Linked DNA regions of Mus musculus: region 1 is linked to region 2. A link is a contact called in public Hi-C data. All regions are on one chromosome and are shown on one strand. Each heading gives the region's core, a stretch centred on a gene start, on an enhancer-like site or on the middle of the called end of the contact. The rest is flanking DNA. Distances are from core to core; before and after follow the strand shown. Region 1 has its middle 19 kb from the start of Prss35. Region 2 overlaps Me1 (malic enzyme 1, NADP(+)-dependent, cytosolic).

What was found. A called contact is a pair of places that touch in the nucleus more often than the background predicts.
Region 1: a contact with region 2 is called in a Hi-C map of brain, with 4 times the contacts expected there. The contact joins two enhancer-like sites. A contact is called at or near these places in 2 of 15 datasets of contacts at CTCF or cohesin (CD8 T cells and the NIH/3T3 cell line), 5 of 484 Hi-C or Micro-C datasets (brain, cochlea, differentiating embryonic stem cells and 2 more), 1 of 115 datasets of contacts at active chromatin or transcription factors (stem cell-derived neural progenitor cells) and 2 of 9 other capture datasets (adipose tissue and pancreatic islet).

Annotation. Positions count from the first base shown.
Region 1 is chr9:86,721,100-86,727,495 of GRCm38.p6, reverse strand. No RefSeq gene overlaps it. Among named protein-coding and RNA genes, the nearest start is that of Prss35, 19 kb to the left of the region's middle. Within about 2 kb of position 1,260, at least 32 of the 459 cell types and tissues checked have an H3K27ac peak or open chromatin away from gene starts, as enhancers often do. A contact at or near this core is called in brain, where this site is marked.
Region 2 is chr9:86,597,607-86,604,289 of GRCm38.p6, reverse strand. It overlaps Me1 (malic enzyme 1, NADP(+)-dependent, cytosolic), which reads left to right. Exons shown (of 14, transcript NM_008615.2): 10 at 5,466-5,571. Among named protein-coding and RNA genes, the nearest start is that of Rwdd2a, 29 kb to the right of the region's middle. Within about 2 kb of position 4,134, at least 16 of the 459 cell types and tissues checked have an H3K27ac peak or open chromatin away from gene starts, as enhancers often do. A contact at or near this core is called in brain, where this site is marked.

The DNA of each region.
Region 1 (6,396 bases), core at 11-2,510, 130 kb before region 2:
AGGAGTCATGTCCTCTTCCTCCTTTCAGCACTGGGACCTTGTCTGACTTATTCCTGTGCAGGCCCTGTGTGTGCAGCCGCAGTCTGTGAGTTCATATGTACATCAGTCGTGTTGTGTCTGGAAGACATTTTCTCCAGTGTCATCCACCTCCTCTTACTCGGACATTCTTTCTGCCTTCTCTTCTCCATAGTTCCCTGAGCTCTGTGGTGATGGGTTGGATGAAGACATCCCATTTCGGACTGTTTCAAAGTCTCTCACTCTCTGTCCAGTTATGGGTCTCTGTATTTTTTTCCCATCTCCTGCAGGAAAAAGCATCCCTAGTGATGACCGAGTAAGACACGGATCTATGATATAGCAGAATGTAATTAGGAGTCATTATTATTGCTATGTTCCTTTAGCAGAACAATAGTATTTGGTTTTACCCTAGGTCTATCGTCTATCTAATCTTAGATTCTTGGCCACCCAAGTAATGTCAAGCATGAGATTCATCTCCATGGGATAGGTCTTAAGTCCAATCAGATAATGGTTGGTTTCTTCTACAACTTTTGTGCCACTATCATACCATTGTGTCATGCAGGCAGGTCACATTGTAGATCACAAGGTTTGTAACTTGATGGTGTTTCCCTTTCTCCTCTGGTGACCTTCCAGCAGCATGAACATTAGTCAGGAGGGGTGAAGTTAGACTCTGGTGAGGCACCAGCTCAATTTCTCCGTGTTCAAGAGCTATGCAAGCATTATCTTCAGCAATTGTCTTACCATCAATTTTGGACCTGTATTTTCATATGTGTGCCCGGGCCTGAGCTTAGATCTTCCTGCTTATGCAGCAAAGAATCCACACACTAAACCATCTCCCCAGCCCTTGGTTCCTTAACTTGTAGTATGTATCGAGGATAGCTCCGTGGAAAATCCCAGTTACACTGTATACAGGGACCCAGCCTTTCATCCAGGAAGTTCACATGGTTGATGCATACTCTTCTTTGTCCTGAGAGGAGTACAATGGAATAAGTACCAATGAATTCAGGTTTTCCTTTTCGACGGTTATTCCACTCACAAGAGGAGTGTGCTTAATTCATTTCTCTAGGGAACCAATTCTCAATGGCTTCTGCCAGCCTTGCTTATGACTCCCCAAGGGCCCCCAGTGGGGTTTTCTCTTTAGCGACAGTAGAAAAAAATGGCTTCAAGAGAACTACATTTCCCACAGTGTCCCTGTTTTTATGCTTACCCAGAAGGTTCTTCAGCTGCATGTGAGAGTAGGGAGGGAGCCATTCAGCTAAAATCTGACAGCACAATGGTAGCCTTTAATTACTAGACAGAAAGCCTTTGCTGACTGCTTCCAGACTGCTTTATTTATCAGCCTCATAATTGACTAAAGAGCGCTGTGAGTTTTAACCCAAGCAGGCAAGTTATATTTAACAAGGAGTGATATGGATTTATGGTTAATCTCTGTGACTGGTCCCATTGGATTGTCTAGATGAAAATGACTTGGGCTCACAAAAAGCTGTAATTAGAGAGAGGGGAAGAGAGCAACACGATGCGTCTAAGTCATTTTAAGGGAAGTGATAGAACAAAGGATTCTTAGAGCTCGGAGAAAAACTGTAATCCATCTAGCCCAAATGCTTAGTTTACAGACAAAGAGCCTGCCAATGTGTAGTTTCTGCCGTCTTCATGGCTGCTATCTGAGCAGGAGAGTCCTTTGCCCTGTGGGACCAACCCTCACTCTGCAGCTTGTGCAGCCTTCCTAGTACCTGCCTATTAAATGCTGGTAACAGTGTCTTTATTATGACAACCAGAACTCTTACCCCCTTCCTCGAGGAACCATGCTCTCTCTTCCTGTTGAGAACCCCAAGCCAAGTTGCTCATAAACAAGCAGGAAGCAAACACACTCTAAGTGAAATAAGCCAATAACACAGAGAAAAATATATTGTATGATTATATCCACATGAGGTCCTCAGAAAAGCCAGATTTATAAAGGCAGAAACAGAATGGAGGCGGCCAAGGCTGAAAGAGAGGGGGTGAGATGGGAGGGGAGAATACAATGGGATACAAGAATCTCAGTTTTCAAGATGAGAAAAGTTCCAGAGACTAGTTATACCCATTAAGGATGAACTTAATATTTTGAACTGTATTCTTTAAAGTAACCAAGGGCTGGGGATGTAGCTCAGTCAGTAGAGTGCTTGCTTACCTGGCATTCCTAAGGCTCTGTATTTGATCGCCAGCGTCAAATACACTGGGTGTGGTGACTCGAAATGCCAGTTCTAACAGTTTCGGGGAAGAGGCCAGAAGATCAGGACTTCAAGGTCATTCTGAGGTATTTAGCAAGTTCAAGGCTGGCCAGAGATATGTGAGACTCAGTCTCAAAAAGCAATAATGGCTAAGATAACAAGCATGAGTCAAGTCTAATTTACAGAAATCAAAACACAAACAGGAGGGGATGGGCCTCTCAGCAAGATTGCTCGCTACGGAAGCATGAGGACCCGAGTTCAAGTTCCCAACACTCATGTAAAAAAGCTGGGTGTAGAACGAAGACTGAAGTGTGGACACTGTGCCCCTCCTTAGAATTGGGAACAAAACACCCATGGAAGGAGTTACAGAGACAAAGTTTGGAGCTGAGACGAAAGGATGGACCACCTAGAGACTGCCATATCCAGGGATCCACCCCATAATCAGCTTCCAAACGCTGACACCATTGCAAACACTAGCAAGATTTTATCGAAAGGACCCAGATGTAGCTGTCTCTTGTGAGACTATGCCGGGGCCTAGCAAACACAGAAGTGGATGCTCACAGTCAGCTAATGGATGGATCACAGGGCTCCCAATGGAGGAGCTAGAGAAAGTACCCAAGGAACTAAAGGGATCTGCAACCCTATAGGTGGAACAACATTATGAACTAACCAGTACCCTGGAGCTCTTGACTCTAGCTGCATATGTATCAAAAGATGGCCTAGTCGGCCATCACTGGAAAGAGAGGCCCATTGGACATGCAAACTTTATATGCCCCAGTACAGGGGAACGCCAGGGCCAAAAAAATGGGAATGGGTGGGTAGGGAAGTGGGGGTGGGGGAGGGTATGGGGGACTTTTGGGATAGCATTGGAAATGTAATTGAGGAAAATATGTAATAAAAATATTTAAAAATAAATAAATAAAATAAAATTCGGGAAAAAAAAAAGCTGGGTGTGGCTATGCCTGCCTGTTACTCTGTGAAATATAGAGGCAGGAGGATCCTTGAGGCCTGATGGCTGCTGCCAGGTTAGCAGGTTCAGTGAGAGACCCTGACACAAAGGAAGGAGGTAGGGACAAATAGAGGAGACACTCAACATCCTCTCTGGCCTTCACATGAATATATGTATCACACACACACACACACACACACACACACACACACACACACACACACACACACGGTAAACCAGCAAAAACAGTGCTTTGGAGGTGACAGAGGAGTACATGAGGTGGAGAGCTAGATTTTTTTTTTTTTTAAATTTAATTGGGTGGAATTTTTATTTTCCGTGCTGAGACTTGAACCCAGGGCCTTGCACATGCTAGGTGTGTGCCCTACTAGGTGAGTGAGCTATATGCGCAGTCCTTTTTAAAAGGTGCTTTTGTGGCAGGGTCTCACTCAAATGCCCAACCTGGCCTTGAACTGACTCTGTAGCCCAGGAAGTCTTTGAATTTTCCATCCTCCTGCCTCAGCTTCCCCAGATGCATCGCCACACCCAGCTCAGCAAGTAGAAATTTTAAAAAGTCCCTGTTTCACAACTAAACAGGAAAGCTTTTGTCAAATGAATTTTGCTGATGCAAATACGCTGTATATTCTCTTCTTGTGTTTTGGTTGCCCAGAAATATGCTGTAGGAGCAAAAATGAACCCTGTAAATGTTGATCTCTTCCCCAGCTTTGCCCAGAAAGCCATAATGACTAATATTTTGAACTAGACAGTATACTTCAAGGCCAAAGACAGAGCAAACAGGGGCCCTGGATCCCCTAGCCACATCTGTGCATTTGTAAGTTATCTGAAGGAGTCTCATGTTCAGGATCCTCATGACCTTCATCCAGAGCAGCAGCAGGAAGCCAGCTTATAAACGGCCAAGGAAACCGGAAAATCTGGAAAGATGGTTGCACTGGTAGAGGTTGTCAATGCACCAAGTCACAGCACTAATGCCGGAACTGTGCTACCTGACATGACTCCATTGATTTCCACCAGAGAAAAGTCACTGCAAGAAGAAAGTGGGAAATCCAAAACGCTTGCAGAACTATTGTTCAATTTGGGAAGCTGATTTCCATTTGGATCTTGCTAATGTTTGAGCCATTTTTCACGTCTGTAGCATCCTAGGGACATGCTGTAACCTTCTCCAAAGAGATACAGGAGACACTGGCTAATTTGTTTTGATGAATTTGTGTTTCATTAACTAAAGCTCATAAATGCAGATGCGTTACTCGATGGCTTTTCCTGCTGACAATCGCCGCTATTTTATAATAATGGCAGTAGATGTTAGTATTTATGTATTTATGGAGAGTTGTAAAGATGACGAAGCTCAAAATGAAAGAAAAACTCACTGGAATAATTGGAAAGGGGTTCTAGGACATCTCGGAGTTGCTGCTGGAGTATATTGCATCTTGTTTGTGTGTAAGTCATACCCATTGTTTTAACAGTACTTAAGTGTTCAGGATTCTATGTGGAAAACTCAGGGATGGGGAGAAGATTTAACAGGAAAAACATTTGCCATGAAAGCATGACAACCTGAGGTCAGTATCCAGAACCCATGGTGGAAGGAGGAAACCAACTCCCAAATGTTTTACTCTGACTTACACATGTGGGCCATGATTGCACATGTGAATTCACACACACACACACACACACACACACACACACACACACACACACACATATACACACACACACACGCTTATACACACACCACTAATAATAAATTAATTAATTTTAAAAATTCACAATTATGCTTTGGGAAACTAATATTCGAGGGGGTAAGTATATAGATAACAATAACTGTGGTAGAAGAGTCCTGGGTCATTTTGTGTTTGAAATAATTACCAAGCCTAGAAAACCTAACTTGGAGAAAATGTGAAGTATAGTATTTTTATATTAAAATATAAACAACTGTTAGATGAAGATAAATTGTATTCCCAAGACACTAGTATGGAGAAATATGACCTCTTTACTGAGCATGGTGGCTCACACCTGTATTCCCAGCAGGGAGACTGAAGCAGGACAGGCATAAATTTAGAGCAAGGCCCTACCTAACTAAATAAATATCTCCTACAGCTAAGGAGAAATTTAATGTACATACGAGGGTCAGACAAAGTATAATTTGATTTTTTTCCTATATCGCCTTTTACATTTATTTATTCATTAATATAAGATCTTGCTGTGTATTCCTGGGTGGTCTCAAACTCGGGATTCTCCTGTCTCTTCCTGCTGGAATTACAAGTGTGAACATCATACAGTTCTGTTTGCCTCACAAGACCCGAACCAGAGATGAATCTACGAAGGTTTCCTACTCCCAGAAAATGTGACATCAATAAAAGTATACCATTTTAAGTACATGTCTTGGTGAATAACACATTTACAAAAGAAATTATAGAAATAGGCGAGGAGGACTCCATCTTGACAAAGAGGAAAGGATTTCTTAACCTTTCAGTTGAGACCCCTTTGGGGGGTTGCATACCAGATATTCAGCATATCAGGTGTTTATATTGTGATTCAAAGCAGCAGCAAAGTGACAGTTACAAAGTAGCAATGAAATAATTTGATGGTTGGGGTCGCCACAACATGAGGAACGGTATTAAAGGGTCACCGCATTAGGGAGGTTGAGAATTACTGGTCTAATCCACGGTGTCTTAACCTTTGTTTCTTGTTCTTTTTATGGTCTTATTAGAATGCCTCTGTGTCATTCTCATGCAGAGAAGAGTACTGGCAAAACCCCTTGTCCCCCCAAGGGCTTCCATTCCTGTTCCATGCTGGTGTCTTCTTCAGTGTTGGACCAAGCCAGTCCTCATGGGTGGTCAGCCTGCCTTCTTTACTGTCATCTGTAACGTTCCCACACTATACTCGAAACCTCAGTCTGAAGGCCTGCCAAGGTCTCCTAATATTCAGAGTTGTGTTTGGACCATACTCAAGTCAGAGAAGATGACCTCTGCCCCCTGACCTTTTTCCGCTGCTGAAATACTCTATAGAAAGCTGCCTTTAACCTTTGGTTTAATAATCCATTTCTTTGTTGTCTGTGGCTCCTATTTCCTAGAGTATAGTGATGGCCTGGGGAATTTTCTTTGGAATCTATTGGCTCCCAGGGCCATAAAAATGGAGCACACAATACAGTAATACAGTGCACACGATGTTTTTATCCAGATTCATCCATATAGGGCCCTCTCAAGTTCCTCT
Region 2 (6,683 bases), core at 2,885-5,384:
CTTTAAAAGTAGCAGGAATTTACCATGTATCAAAATGCATCTTGTTCTTTAGTTATGTCTCTAGACAACAAATTGTTACAAGCTGTTAGCATATTAATTATAGTTTATAGAGAGGAGAACACTACTATAAATTACAACTAGATTGTTTTTTATTTTGCCATCTTGTACAATCTAGGATATTGTGCTACATTATAGAACGTACATAACATTAGATTATGTCATTTCAGGTTATTCATTAAACTATTTCAAATTTGGTTTTTCAGGTTTCTGGTCCATATTTAGTATAACCCAACTCTTTTACATATTATTTTTAGTAATAACAATTTATACTAATTTGAGTATGGCTACTAAGCTACTGTCAAAAATCACTTCTAAGAATTTATATTAGTTTTCTTTTCACATATGCATAGCTACTTTTTGGTTTGTGATTTTTAAAAAGGGAATCAATTTCTATTTTTATCTAGTTCATTGGCAGTTTATCTAAAAGTATATACCTGATGCAGTTTGCATGCCTTTGATGAGGCACTGCTGCCTGTCTGTAGTTGAACTATCTATCCACTGGGTACCTCAAGAGAGCACTGACCAAGGTCCTCTGCAGTCTTCAATGCTGCTGCCTATTCTTTTGACTAAGGACAGTTTTAAGTCTCAAGATAAAAGATAGATGAAGACTCTCAGCACTCAGGAGGCAGAGGCAGGCGGATTTCTGAGTTCGAGGCCAGCCTGGTCTACAGAGTGAGTTGCAGGACAGCCAGGGCTACACAGAGAAACCCTGTCTCGAAAAAACAAAAACAAAACAAAAACAAAACAAAAAAAAGAAAGAAAAGAAAAGAAAAGAAAAGAAAAGAAAAGAAAAGAAAAGAAAGATGGATGAAGACATGTGAGTGATGAGCTCCTTGTTTGCAAGGAGTCAACATTGGCCCAGGAGAACAGGTTAAAATCACAAGGTTTCTAACTGGGAAAGGAAAAGATGTTATGACTAGATATCTGTTTTTATGTATAAAATTATTTAAGGTCATGATAAAATATTGAACAAGAAAATTGCAACAAAGAACTTGAGAATAATGGCTTACATAAAATATAACATAAATATGTAAAGTAACATGGTTGAATTTACATTATTGCCAACTTTTAAAGATTTTTGTAGACATAGTTTGGTTGTTGTTCACACCAGGGTATTGCTGTGTAGCTCATGCTGGCCACCAACTTGGACCTTGTTCTCCTGCATGCGAGGATGGCAGACGGGCTGCATCATGGCCATGATCTTGGATGTAGATGTCTTATTAATGAAAGATAAGCACTTGTCAGGACAAAGTATTCTTGATGTTGTTTTCATATATCTAAATGAAGAAACTCCTCTTTAAATGCAACTGTGCCTGCCGGGAGACCTCCAGGCCTGGTGCTGGAGAGGCAAGGGGGCATCTGACAGACAGACAGACAGACTTGGGGTATGCTGGGAGGAAGATGCTTCACAGCTGCCTCTCCTAGCCACTGACAGGTCTGAAAGGTGCTGGGGTTCTGTGCCTCATCGCTTATTAAGGGCATAACTGTGTAATGGAGCGGTTTCCATCCTTCCATCTGTCCAGAAGGTACTGATGTTACTCCTGGATGCAAAGAAACTTGTGAGTGCAGCCTGTACGGGAAGGTAAAGCCAGTATACATTACAGACTAAATGGAAATGCTGTCATTAAAAATGAGAAACACAAACAAACTGTAAAAACAAAACAACCCAAGGCCCAGGAGAATGAGTGTTGACAGACAGTTAGAATTCCTAGCACCTCATGGGAAGGTTTCCGATATTTGGACATAAAGTGATGTAGCCTAGGTGTGGGCTACAATGTCAAGGTGTAGCATTTCCCCACCATCTTAAGGCCCTGGGATCCAACCCCAGCTCTTCACTAAGTAAGTAAATAGGTAATAAGTCAATAAGTATTTAAGTACAACATCTAAACACTTTCCTAAACATTTTAATATTTCCATTTTACAGTGACCTTTGACCTTGAGTATAGAGGTCAGGTTGAGAGCTATGTGGAGTTCTGTAGCATTTGTCTTTTAGGGCCACAGAACATAGGCGAGTTTCTTGCTTTTTACAACTGCAACCATGGGTGCATTTCTGTGGAGAAAAATAGTAAGCCAAAATTGTATTCATGTTTAGAATGCTTGCAGCTGAGTTACTGTTCCCAGGATATATGTCTTCCCGAGCCAGAATTTTATTTGGTATCTCTTCTGGAAATTTTACTGTGTAAGACTCAAACTAACCATAAATTTTAGTTCACTCTGTTTTCAGAAATTGTTCAAAAATGGTTTAGATATTAAAAACTGTAACTACCAAAGATTCCAAATTTTGTTCTTGTTGCTGTTTTTCATGACAAGAATTACTTTTCTCTTTCTAATAAGGCAAGATGATTTTTGCCACCAACCAGTAAGGAAGCCGAGGAGGAAGAGCAATTGCAAAAACATTGATTTTTATTAAACTAAGAGGAGCTGTCTGTTCCTAAAGTCAGAAGGAGTAACATTAGGTTAAAAAATGGCAACATACAGAGTCAGTATTAAAGCTGCTGTTGTAGCCTAATGCTGTATTCTCAGTAATTGTGGCATCTTTTTAATTAATTAATTAATTAATTTTGATTTTTTTTTGAGACAGGGTTTCTCTGTATAGCCCTGGCTGTCCTGGAACTCACTCTGTAAACCAGGTTGTCCTCGAACTCAGAAATCTGCCTGCCTCTGCCTCCCAAGTGCTGGGATTAAAGGGGTGCGCCACCACTGCCCAGCTTAATTGCAACATCTTGATGAAACACAACAGTGGTTTCTTTTCACACCTGTCTGAGTCAGAGTGGACAGCACTGGTACTGTTTGCTATGTGGTTCTTAACTTCTGCAACGTGGGTCCACATCTGCCTCGTACTGTCCCATGATGGTACCCAGCAGCAGACCACAAGAAGTGGCAAGGTTACCCGGGGACAGGTGGGTATGCTAGTTCTTCTTAAGACCCAGGGGGCAGCTGTATATTCCAGTCCAAATACACAGGCCTGGGAAAGACTCGCCCCAACTTGATGGCTCCCCTTAGGATCTTTCACTGTTTTGATCCAGAATAGTGCTCTCCCCTGGAGTACAGTCTTGGATGTTGCCTTTGTTAGAAGGTGCACGTTGTGCTCAGATTCTGAGCACATTGGATGCAGGCTGGGAGAAGCTATGCTGTTTCACAGTTAGGTGTAATAAGAATTACTTTTAACCAGGGATGGGTTCATTGAGCTAAAAAAGCATTGATATCATCTACTTTTGGGGGACGGATCCGCGGAGTCACATAGCGGAGAGCACAGACTCAGGACAGGAGGACAGGGAACTGGGGATGATTGCATTCACTATGTCTCTAACTTCTCCGAGAGACGTTCTTTGCTATACCAAATGTCGCCCTTTTCCTAAAACCTTGTCATTCGGCTCACTCATCCTTTCCATGCCAGTATACTACCTAATGCTTGTGATGGAGCTATGCAAATGAAATAAACCTGTACAGTTAAAGGTGCTTGAGAGCGAGCAGTCAATAGGAGAAGCCCAAAGGACCCCACATTTTATAAGAACTGTAACATTTTCAGTATTGTCAAGGGTTTTTAATGTTATTAAAAAGCAATTTAAAATCTTGCTACAAACACAAAAGAAATGTGTGGAACTAGTCTGTGCACTCGCTGTCAGTCTGAAGCTAATGTGTGGGTTGGAGACCTAACTCAGCAGTGCTACTGAGGTCACCTTGCGTTAGTGGAAGGAAAGAGGCGGTCTGTTCATAAATAGGAAGAAAGACTGGGATCATTTGACAGTGACACTTTTTAGTACCTAAAACATTGTCTCAGGTGTGTGAAGCTCTGGACTCTGTCTCCACTACCAAAGACGTTTCTGTTGATCAAGTTCATTTAGATTTAACATTAACCATAAAACACACTAACTACATAGTTTTATGAACAACTTGGTATTTCCTGATGAAAGTAGAAATCGGAGTAATTTTTCAAGTGAACATGATGAATAAGACTATGGGTGAACTATCGGACTTGCTGTTGCTGCTGTTCCCTCCTGCAGTGTGTGAACTGGGAGCTTCAGGCTTGATTGTAAATGAACAAAGGAGGTTTGTTTTCATGGTGTCTGAGATGTAGCACGGGCTGATACAGGAGCGGGAAGGAGGAGGAAGCTTCCTGGAATACAGCAGTGACCAGTGGTGTACTCTCTCTTTGGGAAGTCACCCAATCTAATGTCACATTTATATTGCAAAGCAGTGGCACACCAATAGCAGTTTGTAGCAGGCTCGGATAAAATGTTCCAAAATTACAACGGCTTGGAATGAAAGCTCTGGCCTCTTCACAGAAGGGTTTATCTCAGCTGATAACGCTCCCAGTGCCTCCTTCCCGTGTTTCCATCCTGTCTTTAGCCCCTGTGACTTGATGAGGTGCAGGCTCCGGCCCTACTTGTTTACAGAGAGGGAAACAAGAAGAAAGAGTTCATCTGCTTTAGATTTTCTAGGATTCTGTATTGCTTTTAAAAGGAAATAAAATTAGGCTTCAGAGATGGCTCAGTGGGTAAAGGGCTTGCCACACAATCATGAGGACCTGAGTTCAAACCCCCACAACCCACATAAAGCACATGTTTGTAATTCTAACAACTCATACAGCAAGATGGGAAGTGGAAACAGATTTCCTAGAAGCCTCCAGTCAGCTAATCTGATTTATGGGGTACACAGTGGTGAAGCAGGACTGTCTTAAACAAGGTAGAATATGAGGACCAGCAGCCAACACTGTCTCTGACCTCTCTATACATAGAACATTATTAGTTCATACTCTGTGCATAAGCTCATACCGATGACTATGCGCGCACACACACACACACACACACACACACACACACACACACACACACACACACTTTAAATCAAGGAGATTGCACCAGCTTCAGGCCTGACAGTTTGCATTCAGTCTGGCATCCAGTATTTGGAAAACTGCTGGGCAGTTGTGTGCTGTAGTGAAAGGCAGCTTTAGACAATGCCTGTCAGAAGTTGGAGCACTCCAAGTCTCTAAACTTGTGTCCTTGTGTGTAAAATAACAATTACCATGCGTGGCCTCTATCTCAAAACTCTCATTGGATTTGCATTGTGGGACACCATCCTCCACGTGAATATTTGTTGAAAGGACAAGAGAAGCTGGCCACGGTAGTGTGTGCCTTTAATCCCAGCTATAAGAAGACAGGCAGGCAGATCTCTGTGATTTTGAAGCCAGCCTGGTCTACAGAGTGAGTTCCAGCACAGTCATGGCTATCCAGGGAAACCCTGTCTTGAGAGACCAGAGGGGACAAGTGAAGTAATATGGTGGCCATTGGACGAGGGCTTCACAAATAGATGGCATACATAGACACAGGACGATGAATGTAACGTTAGCTGTGCCTTTGGCCCACGCAGCTGCAATAATTTGACTTTCCATTTGCATTTCTCAGGGTCGTGCATCTCTCACAGAAGAGAAAGAGGTGTTTGCCCATGAACATGAAGAAATGAAGAATCTGGAAGCCATTGTTCAAAAGATAAAACCAACTGCCCTCATAGGTAAATGTTTTTCTACTCTTGTTCCTTTAATTTGACCTATTTAGCATTGTTTTGCTTTTTAAAATTTATAAACCTTTGGAATCCAGAAAGGAAATGGACACACTCAAGTAGCAGGGTTCTCGTAGGCACTGAGGTGTAATTCAGTTCTGCCTTCCTAGTGTATATTCCGGTATACACATACAGAGCCAGTGTGTGGCCCTGTGCTGGGTGAACCTGCTGACACCTGCCACATTCAGCTCTCGGGCTTCATTACACAGTAGACAGCCCTCTCGAGTGTGCAGGAAACTCACCCCCAGAACACTGGGCTGTGCCTAGACATGGGTTTTAGTTGTCTTCAGTGTGAAGGGGATTGTGGAGAAAGGAAAGGAGAGGAGAGGGGGTGGAGGGAGGGGAGGGGGAGAGGGAGGGGGGAGGAGAGGAAAGGAAAGGCCAACTGTAATGGGTAGATGTCTGTGATGGTGGTAAAAAGTCCTGTGGTGTACAGGACAGCCTTGCCATGAGGCCACAGTTTACTAGCTATGCCATGAGGAGCCATGCCCACAATATACCACTCACGCTGAGATCCAGGGGCTCTGTCTTCCTAGAAGACAGGGCTTGCACTTCCCATATCATTCCATTCTTCCTCAGATTCTCTAGTGGTTCTTTGTGTGCACAGTACAGTGTGTAGTGTGTAGCTGTGCATGCTGTGCCTTTGTGTGCACAGTACGGTGTGTAGTGTGTAGCTGTGCATGCTGTGCCTTTGTGTGCACAGTACGGTGTGTAGTGTGTAGCTGTGCATGCTGTGCCTTTGTGTGCACAGTACGGTGTGTAGTGTGTAGCTGTGCGTGCTGTGCCTTTGTGTGCACAGTACGGTGTGTAGTGTGTAGCTGTGCGTGCTGTGCCTTTGTGTGCACAGTACAGTGTGTAGTGTGTAGCTGTGCGTGCTGTGCCTTTGTGTGCACAGTACGGTGTGTAGTGTGTAGCTGTGCGTGCTGTGCCTTTGTGTGCACAGTAAGGTGTGTAGTGTGTAGCTGTGCATGCTGTGCCTTTGTGTGCACAGTACAGTGTGTAGTGTGTAGCTGTGGGTGTTGTGCACTCCTCCCATCCCATCCCAGCTTTGGGAAGTCCAGACA